Linked DNA regions of Ovis aries: region 2 is linked to region 1. A link is a contact called in public Hi-C data. All regions are on one chromosome and are shown on one strand. Each heading gives the region's core, a stretch centred on a gene start, on an enhancer-like site or on the middle of the called end of the contact. The rest is flanking DNA. Distances are from core to core; before and after follow the strand shown. Region 1 holds the start of IQCK (IQ motif containing K). Region 2 holds the start of GPRC5B (G protein-coupled receptor class C group 5 member B).

What was found. Hi-C and Micro-C count contacts between places; a contact is called where the count stands out from the background.
Region 2: a Hi-C map of muscle shows a contact between it and region 1, with 4 times the contacts expected there. The contact joins the promoter of GPRC5B here to the promoter of IQCK in region 1. A contact is called at or near these places in 3 of 16 Hi-C or Micro-C datasets (mesenteric adipose tissue, muscle and skin fibroblasts).

Annotation. Positions count from the first base shown.
Region 1 is chr24:17,786,187-17,789,282 of ARS-UI_Ramb_v3.0, reverse strand. IQCK (IQ motif containing K) reads right to left here and starts at 1,296. Exons shown (of 8, transcript XM_042240479.2): 1 at 807-1,296. The coding sequence starts at 1,296. It overlaps KNOP1 (lysine rich nucleolar protein 1), which reads left to right and starts at 1,090. Exons shown (of 5, transcript XM_027961691.2): 1 at 1,090-1,151.
Region 2 is chr24:17,960,727-17,963,932 of ARS-UI_Ramb_v3.0, reverse strand. It overlaps GPRC5B (G protein-coupled receptor class C group 5 member B), which reads left to right and starts at 1,893. Exons shown (of 4, transcript XM_027961692.3): 1 at 1,893-2,033.

The sequences.
Region 1 (3,096 bases), core at 47-2,546:
AAAAGCTATGACCAACCTAGAGAGCCTATTAAAAAGCAGAGACAATACTTTGCCAACAAAGGTCCATCTAGTCAAAGCTGTGGTTTTTCCAGTAATCATGTATGTATGTGAGAGTTGGACTATAAAGAAAGCTGAGCACTGAAGAACTGATGCTTTTGAACTGTGGTGTTGGAGAAGACTCTTGAGAGTCCCTTGGACTGCAAGGAGATCAAACCTGTCAATCCTAAAGGAAATCAGTCCTGAATGTTCATTTGAAAGACTGATGCTGAAGCTCAAGCTCCAGTACTTTGCCACCTGATGAGAAGAACTGACTCACTGGAAAAGACCCTGATGCTGGGAATGATTGAAGGCAGGAGAAGAAGGGGACGACAGAGGATGAGATGGTTGGATGGCATCACCGACTGGATGGACATGTGCTTCAGAAAGCTCCAGGAGTTGGTGATGGACAGGGAAACCTGGCGTGCTGCAGTCCGCGGGTCGCCATGAGTCGGACACGACTGAGCGACTGAACTGAAAGGAGTTTTCAGCATCACTGGTTCAGGCCAAGGTCCCGTTTGTTCCCCCTTCTTTCCCTTGCCTTCGACCTGACTATGGATTTAGGCTGGAGGCTGCGCTGCGTAACCTCGGACAAGCCTCTCAAGAGTCTCAGTTTCCCCGTACGTAACACGGGGAGCCCGGCGGGCCCGCGGCGAGGCTCCCTGGAGGCCTCGCACGTCAGCCGCCTGGCGCACAGTAGGCACCCAGCAAGCGCGAGCCCCGCCGGGCCGCCAGAGTCCCGTCCCTCTCGGCCGGCCCGGGCTGCCTACCCTCGCAGATCTGCTCCCACAGGTTCTTGCTAGGTAGCTCCGAAACCTGCACCGGCGAGACGGGCAGATCGAGGGACTCAGGAGACACTACGGGCACCTGCGTCCTGGCAGTAATGGACGACTCGTTGGAGACTGTCCCTTCCAAGCGCTGGGCGGTGCGGCCCACAGGTCCGGGCGCCGCCATGGCCGCGGTCATGGCCGCCGTTTCCACGGCAACCGAGCGCCCAGAAAGGCCGCGACCCGGAAGAAGCCGTCTCTTGCGGGGACGGGCCGGCGAGTCGACATTGACTTCCGGGTCACGGCGGCGCGGGCTCTCACGTGGAGGCGGGGAACTTTGGCCTTTGGGTGAGTTCGGAGAGCGCGTCGTACGCGGGACGGAACCAGGACTGCAGACTGAGTCTGGGGATTTGCGTGGCGAGCCGAGGGACCAGACGAGGATGGCTTGCACCCTCAGATCCACGTCCCCCTCGTCGCCGGTCTGAGGCGCCATCCTCAGGAAGTTCTCCCGCCTTGGAGCGGACCTGGCACCCGGCGTAATCCCTCCCTCTTTGCGGAAACCTTGGTGCGGTCGGGCGTTTGAGGCGGCAGTCTGCCTTCGCGGCTCCCTTGCTTCCTCTTAGTGAGCCTGCGGTGTGAGTTGGGTTTTGGAGCACAGGCTCCGAAGTTCTGCGGGCTGGGTTCGAATCCTTGTTTTACCCCTTGCTGGCTTTGGGACCCAGGGCAAGTAAATTAAAGTCTCCAAGTCTCAGTTTGCACGTCTCTGAGATGGGTTATTTACACCGATCCTCATGAGGCTACTGCTAGAATTTAAAAGCGCTTTTGGAGAAAGCATTTTGCGTTCTTAGGCGACGCTGTAAGGTTTATTTCCTCTTCCCTTCTTGAAGGAATGAATACACTTGGGATGTCGGGTTTGAAGGAAAGGGTCTTCTTCACTGCCGAAGAGGACAGTGCTGCAGTGTTTTAAACGATGGAGATAGGAAGAGAAAGGGATTAAGCTGGCGACAAACTCCCTTTGACTTCTTCGTTGTTACAGATCTCTAGACCACTCCTCCACTTGAGGCGCCCTTGGCTCCACCCTCTCCGGTTTGGCACCTTCTCCCTCTCCTTTGCAGGCCCCTCTTCCTCTGCCCACCCATTTAAACGTTAGAATTCTCTGAGGTTCTGTCTCAGGCTCGTTCTGTTCAAAGCTTACATACCATCCATATATTTCTAAATTTATGTCACCCATATCAGTCCAGTCACCTCTGAGCCTCAGACCCATACAGCCAGCTGTCCACCAACATCTCCCCATGGATACCTCAAGGTGTCTGGCGTCGCAGAGAGTCAGACACGACTGAGCGACTGAACTGAACTATTCCAACCAGACTGTTGCCTTCAGTCACCTCTCCGCAGTCACCTTACACTTCAGTTTTTTTGTCTTAGGGCTTAGCATTTCCATCCTGTGCTTGCCCAAGCTGGAAACCTCTTCAGAAAGTTTGCTGACAACTGGTAGGCCAGATTTGATGACCTGTCTTACTCTGACCTTACCACTGTGCTTGCTTTTATCACATGTATCACTGTTAACACAACTCTTTCCCATCCACACCTGCTTGCTTCTTGATGGCAGGGAAGTCTTTTGTTCATTTCTGTGTCTCTAGCATCCCTTCCTTCATTCAGTGAGCATTTATTGAGCACCCACCCTGCTAGGTACAAAGCTGGGCCCTGGGAACACAGCAGAAAGCCAGACAGCCAGGAGGAAGCGTGCGGTTGATCCCTCAGATCTCCAGGTGCTATAGGAGCCAACTATGAGTGAACTTGAGCTACAGCTCAGACCTGGCCTGGCTCTTTGAAACAGCTTAGAGTGAGGCATGTCCAGCCTCTGGGCTCTGAGGCTGAGGAAAACTGCTGGATGAAGCAGCTCCTGGCCTTTGCTGCCCACTGTCCAAAGCTCCTGTGAGGAGCCATTTGTTTCTGGATTCCCTGAGTGTCTCCATGTCATCTAGTCCAGGAAGCAGGACCTGGGCTGGTGACTGGAGTGAGAGACTAGTCCAACTGGAAGCTGAAATGTATTTGATGGCCCACCCAGCACCTTCTCATAGGCGCCTCGGTGACAGCCTCCCTCCAAAAATAAAAAGCTGATCATTCAAGGTCATTAAATGTTGCCAATTTGTTTGAAAAATTAAAAACATTGAAACAGGCTTATAGACTGGATGTGGCTCCCACCACCACCTGTGAGCCTATGATCTCATCTGGTTCATTGCCTCTTATGGATGGGGAAACTGAGGCCCAGAGAAGCCTTGCTAGGTGGCAA
Region 2 (3,206 bases), core at 644-3,143, 170 kb before region 1:
GGGGTGAGGGGTCTTATCCATACCACAGTGGGGTCCTCAAAGTTCTGGGGAGGGGGGGATTGCGGAGAGACGACTGGGAAAATCCGGCCTGAAGCTGGAGTGCAGCCCCCAGGCAGGGTCGAGGCAATGCCGACCTCAGATAGCCCAGGTGGTCTAGGAGCCACATTCAGTGTTGAGGTACGTGTGGCCCAGACCCTTTCCGTAAGGAGCGTCTCACAGTTGCGCTGTGGGCGGGTGAGCAGCCTGAGCTCTGAGTGTCGGCTGAGCGCCAGACTAGTGGCCCCAGGCCCCCAAGTGTGTGCTCGAGGCGATCGTGGAAGTGTGCGCATGCGTGTGAGTGATGAGGGTGGTAGCAGTGGTGGGATCCTGCGTATGGATCCATGTGAGGGGTGAGTGGGCGTGTGAATATGCTTGCGGTAGACATATGAGTATGTTTGGGGTGGCCAAGAACACGGATGTGGGGCTCACGGTGCATAAAGGGACAAAGGCACATGGCCGGAGGTGGCAGGATTGGAGTGTGCCCAGGCGGGAGGGGCTGCCTGGCTGAAGTTAGGGTGTTAGTGATTCTGGAACAGTCTCAGCAGAATCCTCTCTGCACCCTGGATCCGGCACTGGTATATTGTGGGGAAGTAACTGTTTAGAACTCAAGATTGAGAAAGGAGTCCAACAGGGCTGTCTGCTGGCACCCTGTTTGTTTGATCTATCCGCGGAGCCCATCATGAGAAATGCCAGGCTGGATAAGGTACAAGCTGGAATCGATAGGCGGGAGAAACCAACAGCTTTAGGTATGAGGATGATACCACTCTAATGGCAGAAAGTGAAGAGGAACTAGATAGAGTCTCTTGAGGGTGAAGAGGGAGAGTGAAAGAGTCAGTTTAACACTAAATATTACAGAAAACTAAGATCATGGCATCAGGCCCCATTACTTCACGGCAAATAGAAGGGGAAAAGGTGGAAGTGGTGACAGATTTCTTCTTCTTGGGCTCCAAAATCACTGTGGATGGTGACTGCAGCCATGAAATCAGAATATGATTACTTCTTGGCAGGAAAGCTGTGACAAACTTAGACGGTATGTTGAAAAGTAGAAACACTACTCTGCCGACAAAGGTCGTATAGTCAAGGCTATGGTCTTCTTAATGGCCGGGTACTCTTGTGAGAGCTGGACCGGAAAGAAAGCAGAACGCCAAAGAACTGATGCCTTCGAAATGGGGTGCTGGAGAAGACTTCTGAAAGTTCCTTGGACAGCAAGATCAAACCAGTCAATCTTAAGGGAAATCAACCCTGAACACTCGTTGGAAAGACTGATGCCGAAGCTGAAGCTCCAGTAGTTTGGTCACCTGATGCGAACAGTGGACTCACTGGAAAAGTCCCTGATGCTGGAGAAGATTGAAGGCGAAGAAGAGGGCGTCAGAGGATGAGATGGCTGGAAGGCAACACCGATGCAATGGATATGAACTTGGGCAAACTCAAGGAGATGGTGAGGGACAGGGAGGAGGGAGGCCTGACGTGCTGCAGTCCAGGGGGTTGCAAAGAGTCGGACACGACAGGGCGACAGAACAACAGCTGTTTAGGAACCCACAGTTTAGAAAACCCCTCTATGTGTGTGTTTCTGCAAGTGGATCAACGGAGGAAAATGTCCAGCACGTCCAGAGTGATTTTGGACGCACTGTGGATGTGAGGGTGGTGGTCCCTAAATGCGGACACTGGAGGGGGCTCGCCTCGGCGCTGCAAGTGGGGAGCAAGGAGCGTGCGCCGGGTTCCGCTTGGAACAATCAGCCCTGGCCGGGACGGGGGCGGGGTTCGGAGCTCCGGGGGCGGGGCCTCAGGGGGCGGGGCCGCGGCGGCTGCAGCAGCGCGGGCCGGGCCAGGGGGCGCCTCGCGCGGCTGCGGCTAGCGAGTGCGATGCAGTGAGGCCGGACGGGCGGGCGGGCGGGCGGGCGGGATCGCTGGGCTGGGGCCACGGCGGCGCTGCAGAGATGTGACTCGGGCCGAGGGCCAGCGGGAGCGTCGGCGCTGCGGGGCCGCGGGGGTCGGTGAGTGCCAGCCGCGCCGGGAGGGTGGAGGGCGCTGCGGCGACCCCAGAAACTTTTCCCCGGGTGCACTTGTGAGCGTTGGGATGTGGTCTGCTTCTCGGGCTTTTCTGAGTTCCTCCTCTTCCCCAAGGGGTTAGTCTGCTGGGGGAGTTGGGGTTTCCGGGCTGGAGGACCACAGTTTGGCGGCAGAGAGGAGCCCGCAGACCGCGGGGCAGGGGGCGGAGAAGGTTGGGACCTTAATGGGGCGGGGGCGGTGTTCCCGGACCAGACGGAGATCAAAGTCTCAGAGGAGGGTCTGGAGGCGATCGCAGATCAGGCAAAGGGCTGCTGGAACTGTAAGGGACTTCAGGCGTGCCCGAGTGACTCGTGTGAGGGCAGCCGCGGGCAGGTCTGGGGGCTGCGTGGCAGGCGCGGGGCCTGACCACAGACAGAGCAGGCGGAGCCGGGGGCACAAGGGGAAAGCTTTGGAGGTGAGCTGCGGCACCTGCCGTAGGGACTGGGGGTCGCGGCTACGCACTACGGGACAAGGAAGGGACACTGCGGGCGAAAAGAGGCAGAGCTGGGACCTGGAGCTGGGGTACAAGTGAGGGGCGACTGCATACAATGGCGGGGGGCTTAGCGTTTCTGTTCCTGCCAGGCTAGAGGCGATGATCAGCCCTGTGCTGCGTCCGCACCCTTTGGGGGACACAGGCTTCCAGTCCCAAGCATCCCGGGACCCCTACCGCCCGCACCCGCCTCGGCCGGAGGGCTGGTTAACTGGGCAGGGAGGGAGGGGGTACCGTTGCCACCGAGGACGGGTCCAGCGCAGCCCTTGGGTTCATTCCCCGGCTATGTCACTCCCAGGCCTAGCCAATCGCCCTCCCACCCCTCAACGCAACTTGTCCCCAGTTCGCTAAGGGGGCGGCTCCTTGGAGAGCGGACAAAGGCCCCTGGAGTGTGGCGGGCAGCGGCGTCCCCGCCTGGGGCCCCGGGCCACGCGCCACATTGGCTGCCCAACTGCGCCAGTATGGGGGGTGGGGGGGACCTGAACTGAGCCCAGGAGGAACTAGGGGTCCTCGCAAAGAGGCGAGAAGTGGGGGAGGGGCTTGGCACAAAAGCTTTGGAACTTCTGCCGAGGAACCTTGATTCATAAGTTTCCCCAGGGATGGAGGCTTTCTGGAGGACTCAAGACGT